2 separate regions of the Bombyx mori genome follow, and region 1 is linked to region 2. A link is a contact called in public Hi-C data. All regions are on one chromosome and are shown on one strand. The core of a region is the stretch at or near the end of the contact, and the rest is flanking DNA. Distances in the headings are between cores, read along the strand shown. Region 1 holds the start of LOC101740643 (mitochondrial inner membrane protease subunit 1). Region 2 overlaps LOC101740873 (proton-coupled zinc antiporter SLC30A1).

The links. Hi-C and Micro-C count contacts between places; a contact is called where the count stands out from the background.
Region 1: a contact with region 2 is called in a Hi-C map of midgut, with 1.6 times the contacts expected there. The contact joins the promoter of LOC101740643 here to the enhancer-like site in region 2. A contact is called at or near these places in 2 of 7 Hi-C or Micro-C datasets (midgut and whole pupa).

What each region holds. Positions count from the first base shown.
Region 1 is chr13:13,214,604-13,220,826 of ASM3026992v2, reverse strand. LOC101740643 (mitochondrial inner membrane protease subunit 1) reads right to left here and starts at 4,783. Exons shown (of 3, transcript XM_038014928.2): 1 at 4,679-4,783; 2 at 4,400-4,604; 3 at 3,475-4,282. The coding sequence starts at 4,507. The coding sequence ends at 3,929. It overlaps LOC101741392 (lysosomal acid glucosylceramidase), which reads left to right. Exons shown (of 12, transcript XM_062671905.1): 11 at 188-468; 12 at 1,575-1,796. The coding sequence ends at 1,683.
Region 2 is chr13:13,177,074-13,183,102 of ASM3026992v2, reverse strand. It overlaps LOC101740873 (proton-coupled zinc antiporter SLC30A1), which reads left to right. Exons shown (of 10, transcript XM_004927720.5): 10 at 1-3,879. It overlaps LOC101741250 (glutamate receptor ionotropic, delta-2), which reads right to left. Exons shown (of 10, transcript XM_062671904.1): 9 at 5,218-5,401; 10 at 3,885-4,594. The coding sequence ends at 4,331. Among protein-coding and RNA genes, the nearest start is that of LOC119628378, 22 kb to the right of the region's middle. Within about 2 kb of position 2,127, at least 1 of the 8 cell types and tissues checked has open chromatin away from gene starts, as enhancers often do.

The DNA.
Region 1 (6,223 bases), core at 3,534-6,033, 35 kb before region 2:
TTTTACCATTGATACCTTTCTGTTTAAGTCTTGAAGTACAAATGAAATGGGTTTTTTTACTCTCACACCATCGCTGTTTGCTGTGAATACTTTCTCTTTAGTGTCGTTTCAAAGTTCATTCAACGAACAGAATACCTTAGTAATTTAAGAAAATACCAGAAGGAAATGATATAAAATAAATATACAGGATTTAAACAACTACGTAGTGGGTTGGATCGATTGGAACCTCTGTTTGGATCCCAACGGTGGCCCAAACTGGGCTAGCAACTTCGTAGACTCCCCAATAATTGTATATGAAGATAAAGGAGAATTCGTGAAGCAACCAATGTATTATGCATTGGGGCATTTTTCTAAATTTATTCCAAGAGGCTCAGCGCGTCTCCAAGTAACAACGCTTAGTACAGAAGGCATAGAGAACGTTGCAGTTATAACGCCGAAGGGGAATGTTGTGGTTGTTATGCAAAACAGGTTTGTGCAAAAAAATTATCTTTAAAGTTTATAATCTTTCAAATAAATTTAAAAAATACTTAGGAATCAAATCTTCAGTATTCAAATAAAACTAAAGACGTGTCGTTTTTTTTTTTATTGCTCTTGTAGGCAGACGGGCATACGGCCCACCTGATGGTGAGTGGTTACCGTCGCCCATGGACTTCAGCAATGCCAGGGGCAGAGCCAAGCCGCTGCCTACCGTTTAATACTCTCCACAAGCCTCGTTTGAAGAAGGACATGTCATAGAGCTCGGGAAACACCGAGAGAAGTTGTGAGAAACTGACCAGTATCAAACCAATGTCAATACCGTCGTGTACCTTACAGCATATTATGGTCTAAGTTCCAAAAGTCTTGTATCGTAGGTGCTTTAGCCTCGGTACTCTTTTTTTTCACGAGAGGAAGAAACTGGCAACCAAGTGTATCTCTGTGACCAATTGAATTGACTAAAAAGATCTGTAGCATTTTACTTGACACTTTAAATTAAAAATGGACTTATGATGATTTCGTACATTTTTTTCAATAGTCCAAAGCTCTGAGACCCTTATCGAAGGTACGCCTGAACACAGTTCATAATTGTAACAGAGATATTTTATAAATCACGCTTAAGATTTTTTTATTGACTGTGGCAGACCAGCGGACAACCCACCTGATGATGAGTGGTTATCATCGTTCATGGAGTCAGTAATTCCAGGGGCAGAGGCAAGCCGCTGTCTACTGTTACCTATTACACATTATTCTTAGTTTTATTTGAGAAGCATTTTACATGTATATGTGACCAAGCTCGGGAATTATCTGATGTTACGTGGCTACAAGAATCCAGGAAAATCACAACTGTAATGTCACCCACCTTGAGACATGAGGTCAAGTCTCAATTGGTGGTATGGTAGTGTAGTATAACGGAACCCATTTCTGATTCAGAGATATGGGGCGGTGGTACCGACCAGTACAGGCTTACAAGATGCCCTACCACCGATTTTAATAGCAAGAGTTTAGCAAGAGTTAGTGTTTACACAACCAAAACGTCTAAACATTAACATTATGTCCAGTGTGAACTCAGCTAATGTTAAATAAATTTTAATACACAGGAAGCCACATACAGTACCTGTGAAGATATATGTGAGCAGTAGAAAAGCTATAAACATTAATATGGAACCTGAATCAATAAAAACTGTAGAAATTAATTCTGTCTCATGAAACATGCACAGAAATTAAATCACTTTTTTTGTGATGAACTTTAGAGCTTCAGAATTATTTTATAACAATTACATATTTACCTAGTTTATTAAAAAATGTTTTGCTCAAATTGATTATTGACTTTCATTACCCCAGTGACTGGATTAGGTACTTGTCTTGGATGTCATGGTATCATATCAGCTCACATTCACAATATGTCCTACCAGTACTCAAGATAGGAATTGATAACAAGGCAATAAAGCTTGGTAGATATAGTAATCGGCAAACTTCTTGAGCAAATGACCTTGACTGCGCAGAACCGAATTTTAGATCACTTTGGTGGTGAGGGTGAGGCGCGACGGCAGGGGAAATCGTATCGAGCGCGTTATTGGTAGATCAGTCGAACCTTGCGTCCCGCACCGCGCCCTCATTCCGCTTGCTCCCAAAAGTACGCTTGCGTACAGTGGAAAGTCTATCGTTATTAATCGTTAAGTTATTTGTTATAATTGCTTGTGGACTTTGTTGCCATTGCTATTTGTTGAGTGTTTGTTGATTTTTTATAAAACATACACTATGCCGTGACAAACTGGTGTAGTACTTAAAAGAAAGGGTAGAAAATTGGTGTACGACGTATATTGCTTCATGATAAAACAGAGGAAGAATGATATGGAAAAATTAAAGCAGACTTCGGAAGCAACAAAAACATCAGTGACAGTACTGTTAGGTGCATTATTAACGAAGCTAAAGGCTCTGGCTTGCTCGCCGTGTTTCGGACTCCGGGTAAGAAAAGATCAGGGAAGAAGAAAGTTACCGGAATGGATAGTTTCGTTCAATCTGTAATAAAAAGATGTAATCATAATAACTACATAACAAGCAGCGAAACTCCGTACCGTAGAAAGGCTTCGAAAAATTAAAAGAAGATATAAATTTTAATGGCTCGGAATGAAGCTTACGACGAATTATGAAAGAGCTAGGCTTCAGATGGAAAAAAAGAACAGAAAATAATCGGAAGCTGGTAAATGAAAAAAGTAACATTCGATTATTACGAATCGAATATCTTCAAAAAATAATTAATTATAGACAAAAAAGAAGACCGAATCGACCGAGTTGTAAACTACGCCGATGAGCCCTATGTCGACTCATCACGATGATAGCGACTCGGATGATGAAAACAGTGATGATGATGACGGTCAAGATTATGATAACGAAAAAAAAATTACAAATACCAGCTTCGCTTCAACTGAACCAAGACCTGGCAACAGCTCTAGTTTTGACTTAATAGAAGGAATATCTATTTTACCCCAAGATTAAATTATTACAATTATTAACCTATATGTTTTGTTGATGTTCTAATAAATATATAAATAAATACATATGTTGATTTTAATAATTTAATAGCATTATGACGCAGAGTAAGTAATGTTTTTGCACGTGAGTGTACCATGCGCAAACTTACCCCCACTACGTCAACAAATGCTCAAGAAGTTTGCCGGTTATTATAAACAGTATTACAACTACAGATATAATTTAGGATGAAAATGATGATCTTTAGAACATAAATTTGCCTCACCAGCTTAGCCTACCCAATTATGCAGAGAGAGAGAGGAAAGTAATTAGTGTGAAATATAATTATGAACTGTTTTTAATCAAACAGACCATGCTAGACTTTTTAGAGTTGAATATTTGATCACTAATTCTATGCAACGCTTTGTTACTGTCACCAATTACTTGGTCAATCTAAATCTACAATCACATCTTAATCTGTATTGGTTATAAATTTGCAATATGTATTATGAGAAGAGATTAAGCATATTTTATTTACAAATGTTTAATCACTAAACAATCACCACGGATTTCAAGTCACAATTTTATCCATTAGACATAAAAAAATACTCTGTAGCAGTATTCGCTAATACACCATCAGTTAGCCACAATCAGTTTCATAATTTATTAATAAATTTAATTACTCTTCTTCTAATTCAGTTGTTATCCAGTAGGCGTTTACAAGGCCAATTTGATGGGATTCTAATCTTTTACCATAGTCATTAAGCAACAATAGTGAATAAATATAATAATATGAAAAAATAAATGATACATTTATTTATAGACAATCAGTATTAAATGAAATATAAATCAATGTCCATTGAAATTATTTATCCTCTTACTTGAAAGCTATAGCTCCGTTGTATTAATCATGCCTTATTCTATGAATTTATACATGACAAAATATGATCACATCACAGAAAAAATATTTAAACATGTTCTACTAAGCCGCCAGTGAAGTAATTTTGTCTAATGGCCACACTCGACACACTACTCGGCTTCTGATCAAACCTGCTGGTACAGGCCCATATATTCTTGAATCAGCAGAATTACTAGAATTATCACCTTCTAACCAAACATGCCCTCTTGGTACTACCTGACTGCGCTTTGGAAAATTACCTCTAACTTTATCACCTGGTAGTCCTTTTATTCTCTTACATATATTTTGTCTAGGATTTGATGGACTCTTAGCTATGATAATATCACCACGCCTCAGTTTCTGGAGTCTTGGTGATATGTGTTCTGTCAACAGAATGTTATTTGATTCTAGTGTTGGTTCCATTGATGGTCCAGAACACTGAAATGAGAGTAAATAAATAACTATACTCAATCTGCAAAATATAAGCTTTTTTAATGTCAAATTCCTTAGTAGGATCGAGCATACAGGGAGCGATCTGTAAATTTATTAACTTACCATGACAAAATCACCAATATATTCGAACGTACAATGTGTTATACAAGCATACTGTAAGGCGTAACCTATGAAACCACAAGTTTTGCCAAAAAAGTTCATGAATGTCATTTTTTCGAGAATTATTTTAGATTACATAAAGTCCTAAGTTTCTAAGAGTAAAATTCTTTCGTATCCATAACATAAAAACTGGTACACTTTTTCCGTCCTAAAACAATCCAATAGTTTGAACTCAACACTATTCATCACAATTATTAACTGATGGATTGAAACTTTAATTACCTAGTAATTATGATTTTTTATTGGTATTTTGGCAAACTGATACTTTCGGCAATTTCTGGCTGTGTCGTTGTGTTTTTGACGTTGATGCGTTTGACTTTTTGAAGATTTTTTTTTGGGATTTTATGACCTGGTAACTGAGACTTTTAAGTCATGTCTTATTTTAATTTATTTACTTATTTTTCTGAAAAATAATAATCTGGAGTGAAATGAAATGAAGATAAGATGATATAGAATGAAATATAATAAAATATAATCTCAGTAAAATGGTGATCATTTAATGAGATTTTTTCAGTGGCCTTTTTGGAAGATCCCGAGAAGCTACGTCCAGCGATTTTATTTCATTTTCCCACATTTGTGCACTTTCACAGATATTAAACAGTCAATATACCACCATTATTACACATTTAAACCCGAAGAAAAACTAAATAGACAAAATAAAACAAATCACACAACTTCACTCCTCGCGTTCCCGCCAAAAAGTCCTTTTTGAAGAATGGAATTCTTTATACACAGATTAATGTTTTAGAAGCTGGTTAGTGTAGACTCCGTTTAATACTTATCCAATATTATTTGCTCATAGTTTACGGTGATAAGGCGTATTGTGAGCTCGTACGCGTATATTTTTTTTTTAAATATAAAACATTTACTAACAATCACGCCACGTTAACTGGTCCCGTGATAAGTTCGTCAAGAACTTGTGTTACAGGTACCAGATAACGGAAATAAATGTAAGATTTTTATTATACATATACATATATTTAATAAACATCCATAACCCTGGAAAAGACATTTATATTTATCATACAAATATCTTCCCTTGGCGGGATTCGAACCCGCGACCCCCTTGTGTAGTGACCATGTCACTTACCACTACACCAGACGGTCGTTGTGTATGTATATTGTGTATGTATATACATATACTTTGCAGCAGAATACACAATAAATTATTGCTTCGTCATAGAAACAAGCATTTTCCATTGCTACTGAGATTTTAATCACATGGTTCACCACATTGACGGTTTGATAGTTTTAGTAAGATCTGATAACAACCAATTGACACCAGATGGGCTGTGAGATTGCACACTCATGTGTAATCTTCTCTATCGCGTAAAAGTTAACTTAATTTTTTTTCCTGCCTAAGCTGATGCCTTGAGAGGCTATGTCAGCGTAACCTAACAAGTAGGTGAGCTCACGGTGCTCAAACCTGACGACGTGCAACCCTAGCAAGAGCAGTGCTTCGCAGTATCTATCACCAAATCGGAAACGCGACCTACTGAAAAGATCCGGTGAGAAACTCAGTGGATAGTTCGATAAGAACGGTGACCGATGCTTGAGACACTTAACCGTCAGACATAGCCCACTGAGTTTCTCGCCGGATCTTTTCAGTGGGTCGCGTTTCCGATCCGGTAGTAGATTCTGCGAAGCACGGCTCTTGCTAGGGTTCGTGTTAGCAACGTCATCAGGTTTGAGCCCCGTGAGCTCACCTACTAGTTAAGGTGACGCTGATGTAGCATCTCAAGGCTATCAGCTTAGGTAGGAAACAAA
Region 2 (6,029 bases), core at 878-3,377:
ATAGAAATTCGCCATCGGCTTTGAATCGGACTGGTTTACGTAAAGATCGTGAAACTAAAACAGTTACAGATATTTGATGTAAAGATATTCTGATTAAATTTTTTTACTATAGCAATCCACTTCCTTTGTTTTTCTACATTTCTAGAAACAACTAGAGTGTTAGAAGTGAATCAAGTCTTTGTGTCCGGATTTGACGATTACAAATCATACGATCTGTTTGTATTACCCTTAATAAGTTGTTGGGTAAGTTGCTGACATGTGAAATAATCTATAATTGGTGTTTATAATCGAATCGATTGTGTGCGTCAGTGAGAAAATATACTATAGAATAATTAGATCTAAGATTATTTAGATCGCGTGTTGCTAGTTAAATCAATTAGGATAATTAATCTCATCTTAATTAGAATACTGAAATTTCATTAAAATCGATTTAATCTAACCAAAGACATAGATAAATATATTGTGTGTGTTTCAACTGTTTCCAAAGACAGGCACTGTTGAATCCTGACACCAAATCTCAGTTGAAATGTTTATTAACGATTTTTGCACCTAACAGCCGACAGCTATATCTACATATATGTAACCCGTGAAATTCCCATAACTACTCCCGAACATAATTTAGGACACAAGTGTTTGTCTCTTTACCAAACAGAAAAAAAACTTCAGAGGTGTCAAGGGACACCCGGATGGAACGAAGTTCCTTTCGATTAATTAGTGAAGGAATTGTAATTTTTTTTAAGTTATAATAATAAATTACGGCATTATGAAGAAGAAAAAAACAATACTATGAACTAAATTACTATTGTTGAAACGCTATCTCGAGAAACTGTACTCATTACGCGGACCAATCGGATACGAGCAATGTCACGCGATAAGCGCCTACACGTTGATTGGTCAGAATGACGGATCTAAAAAGTGTCGTGACAACTTTTCGTAAGAATTTTTTCCGTCTAGCCCCCTTTCACAACGCGCGATAAGGAACTTCGTTCCAAAAAAACAACAGACATTATATATGATATAGAGAAGTTACACACTAGAAAATGTATGTACCGTACACAAATTCTGATGTTTCAGTATTCGAATACCACTGTTGAGATTTATAATGAGAACTAAATAATTAAATATTTAGAAATAAAAGTTGTTATTAAGAAATTAATATATAAATATACGTATTATGAATGTAGGTATGTAAGTCGAAAAACCAAAACCGAATCGTTGATATATTGTAAGATTACGAATTGTTTTAAACTTTCACGGTTTGTTGTTTGTATTAAACTTATCTACTTTATAAATATGTACATTAACGGACTATTACTGGAATGTTTGAGTTTGAGTTTGAGTTAGAGTTCCCGATAATTCACCTATGTAGCATAACCCTGATCACGGGTAGAATTTGAAGAACAGATAAATCTGTCTACCCTCTTTTTTGATCGTTTTTGGGTGTTACCACTGAAGGTCACTGTATGCACTGTGCGCATGTCTACCATATTGTTTAAGGCTCAAATATCGGGTATCTACTATAACTACATTTTTTGTGAGACCCCGTTAATAATAGTATTTGGGATATTGTTTGAAAACATTTTCGTTAGAAAATCATTCATTCATCGTTCATCGTTCATTTTTCTCTAGAGCACGGCTTATCAACTTATTCATAGACTTGAATATCATGTGTAATCTTTTTTTTTTTTTGTTGTAAATATCTTGAACGTGCAGCCACGCTTCTAGATAGCATAGAAGTGTATCGATTATTACTAAGAAAACGTTGCTTGTGCAGTTACGATGGTGTGTGTGTGTGTGTGTGTGGAATTTTAATTTTAATGTTTGTTCTGATTTGGGATCAAATTGGCCAGATGCCTTCATCTTTTTGCGAATAATAAAATCACTTTCAGAGCGGAGGTTTTGTCTAAGTTCCATTGTGTACACACAGAACCCGAGATCTGTGTGCTTAGGGCGAATTTTTTAACTTCTCGATCGCGTTAAAGTTAACTCAAATTTGTATGGAGTTGGAATAGCCCCTCTATATTGCCGCTAGGATCGAGATCGAGAAGTTAATCAACTCGCGCTAAGCACACTGGTTATGTGTGAGCGACACTCAATTTTCAATTGGAGCAGCCTTGCCCTAGAGAATAATGCCGCATCGTCACGTATCGTAACGATGTAAGTGTGTCAGCATCGGCGCCGTAATGTCTAACTGTAAAACATCGATCGTGATTCATAGAAAATCGATATTAACAAAATGTTGGTAAACTTCAAGTCTCAAATATTTCAAGTGTCACAACTTAGGTGACAGAATACGGTGAGAGTTTTGGTCACCTGGTGCCATTTCTATTCAAATTATAATTCTATATCTTCGTTAGTTTTAGTAAAGATATGGCAAAGTTAGACAAGACGGCCGCTGTGTTTTTTTTTAAATTAAACTAAAAAATGCTTAGACTAAGGATTATTAAACACAACACCTGCATTCTCGATAAAATAATGTTAGTGGAACTGAAGATTTTTTATATAAATAAATATGTACGCATCGCCGATGTTGAATAAAATAGACGCGAATGTTATGAATATTTCCCTTTAAGCATATATTCAAATAGGCATCATTATTAAAGGTCACTGACCCGTTATAATTTCTACGTGGATGACGCAACGACGTATTATCGTGATAATATAATTTGATAACAAGTATGTTAAGTGTATGCTGATACTGAGCACCCACTCAAGGAAAGTTTATACATACTTCAATTACAATATTGAATGCGTGTCCCTTTTTTGGTTTCTGTTATTTATGTCGAATTCAAACTTTTAGAAGAAAATCTAAAGACATTGCAGTATAGTAGAATACAAATAATCACGAATAAAGTTTCAATAAAATACCAAGGTACCCTTTTTTTCCTTACCTAAGCTGATAGCTTTGAGAGGCTATGTCAGCGTAACCTTAACGTGTAGGTGAGCTCTCGGGGCTCAAACCTGGAGGCGTTGCTAATACTAGCCCTAAGAAGAGCAGTGCTTCGCAGAATCTACCACCGGATCGGAATCGCGACCCACTGAGAAGATCCGGCGAGAAACTCAGTGGGCAGCAAAATACCTTAGTAGTAGTAAAACGGTGTGGCGTTTAAGAACGCAATTTTTTATGATGCGTAAGCCGGAACGCACGAGAGGTGGAAAAAAGAAGATAGTCTGTGACACGAGATTTTTTACCGCCAAAAATATAACGAAAAAAAAATCTTTTTTTTTGCTTAGATGTGTAAAACTTAAAACCGTGTAAGCCGCTGCAACAATAAAACTTCTATTTTTCGGTTGTGGTGTTAATAACGAGTGATCCAAAAACACGATTTTCACGCGAAATAAAGAAGGGGCTCGATTCGGACTCCCTCATCCTCTTTCTATGAATATAAATGAAAGTCGTAATTAGAACTGTTTTTACGGTTATAATCTCGCGTTTATTTCATTTCCTTTCATTATTTCCAATGCTTGAAATGATTTACAGTTTCCGTTGCCTGAACAATTAATCGTTTTTTTACTTAATTTTTTCGCCAAAGTTTTGTACATGCTTACTTGTATAGGCTTTTTCAATTAAAACAGATTCTAGAATGGTGGAGATTGTAGATGCAGCTCCATGCCTTACATAAATAAGTTCATTATGTCAATGAACAGTCTAGTCGTTGATATTTGAATATATGCTTAAATACATACATTGCAGTATATTATTATTTATTTATGTTAAAAAAAATAGTGCAATGCTACTGTTGATTGTAGGATGACTCTCATCCGAATATGTATGTGACATTCGAAGTATCCCCAAAAAAATGTACGTTGCAAATGTACCTACTTTCCAATGGTTACGAAAAAAATAAATTATTTAAAGTACACATTACAAAAATAAAACCGTGTTTTATTTCACACCTTTATTCGATTCTGCTCCTTATTAACACGTGCTGGTGAATAGTGAATACCTACATAAATAGACAGAAACTAAAAAAAACTATTAATAGTAGTATGTATCAACATCTCAGTTAGTTTTTCTTCTAATTTGTTTTATAATTTTTGTACTCAGACTGAGTGATCACCGTCATCCATGTATGTCAGCAAAGCCAGAGTCATCATTTCTGCATCATCAATATAGTCGGTTACTCTTTGCAGAGTATCATGAGGTGGTGGTCATGTGGAATCCTTATTTATCATCGCCTAACATAGCTGTTAGCTGTTCTCCATAATTATCAATATGTCATCATTTACGCATATCAAAATCAAAGTTTAACTTATAATTTCAGAGACGACAACAATCTATGTTCGTCTTCGAGTTCAATCTTGTCTATGGTTTAAAAAAAAGGATTTATTAACGATACAAGAAAGCCGATGGAGTCCTCACGGGAACAAGCCTGGTGCCCCCTCGGGCATCTTCATAGACGTAATATTCCCTGCCGTTGATCATCTTCCAACGTTTTTCGGAGTCTTTGAACTTCGGTTTAACAAACAAGGATTCATATGGCGGCGGTCCACTGTCGTCGTAACGTGGGGAGCGCTTACTCCGTTTGAACTTCTTCAATTTCACTTTATCGATAGGTTTTATCTTAATATTGATGTATCGTTTGACTAATATCTGAAATAATGTCTTGGTCACAATAGGAATTTTTTGACTCCTACTTTTCATGATAAATTTGCACTAAGCGAACAAGAGTACATTACTAGTATTTATTTTTTACCGGTGGTAGTGCGCCTTGTGAGCACGCACGGGTAGATACCACCACCCTGCCTATTTCTGCCGTGACGCAGTAATGCGTTTCGGTTTAAAGGGTGGGGCAGCCGTTGTTACTATACTGTGACCTTAGAACTCATGTCTCAAGGTGGGTGGTGGCATTTCCGGTGTAGATGTCTATGGGCTCCGATTACCACCTAGCACCAGAGGGGCCGTTAGCTCGTCCACCCAACTAAGCAATTAAAAAAAGGCCTAATACTTACTTCCTTACTACTACTTAAATACTTACTTCACACTAAGAGTCAGTGATCTAATAGAAAAGACATGAGTTGTACCTTCTCGTACATCATACTAAGTAAATTGCTTAATAATATTATGTAGTATGTCCAACCACTTATAACTATTACCTTTAATTCATAGCTGTTTATAACTAGAACTTTAATTATCAATTATTTATGAGCCATAAGCTATTTAAACGACATGATACAATGTAATATGTAGGTAATAAGGAATGTGTTAATACATACCTCCACTACAAAAACAGCTAAACCCGAGGCGAGGCCAACGCACATTATGTAATAAGTCATCATGAGGTGACTATTGGTCAACTGCCTGTCTTTGGACTGCAAATCCAGAGGACATATCGTGGTGGACGGCAAATCTTTGTGTTCAAGATAATCTATAATACCCGATTGTAATATGTATGCAAGACTGGAAAACAAAGAAAGAAGATATCTAATTGATTACTGATTAAAATATTAGAATAATATATTAATTTCAGAGTCGTAGATCGTCCATTTAAGTTGTTTTTAGGTTTATTGTAATTTACTTATGAATCGATTCCATTTACAGTGTGCTTAGTGCGCGTTTTTTAACTTCTCGATCGCGTTAAAGTTAACTCAAATTTGTATGGAACAGCTTCCCTTTGTTTGCCGCTAGCAGCGCTGTTCCGACTCCATACAAATTTAAGTTAACTTTATCGCGATCGAGAAGTTAAAAAACTAGCACTAATCACATTGACCCCTTTACGAAAATTTTGATGTCTAATAATAAAATAGATCGTTATTAAAAATATTTATAAATTTTTTTCATTTAAAATAGAAAATTTGACATGAATGCTGCCTCAATAAAATATGATTCATAGACGGTACTTTTAAAGCAACTAGAAGTTTCAACTGCATTGAAGTAATATACACAATTATCATTTAAACGCATTTCAAGGTATTTTTTATTACATAGACGGGTGATTGAGCCATAGATCACACAACGAGAACGGCGTCACCCACCTCGAAGGACCAAGCCGAAATATGAATTGTATTGTATAGGTAATAGCTGTCCA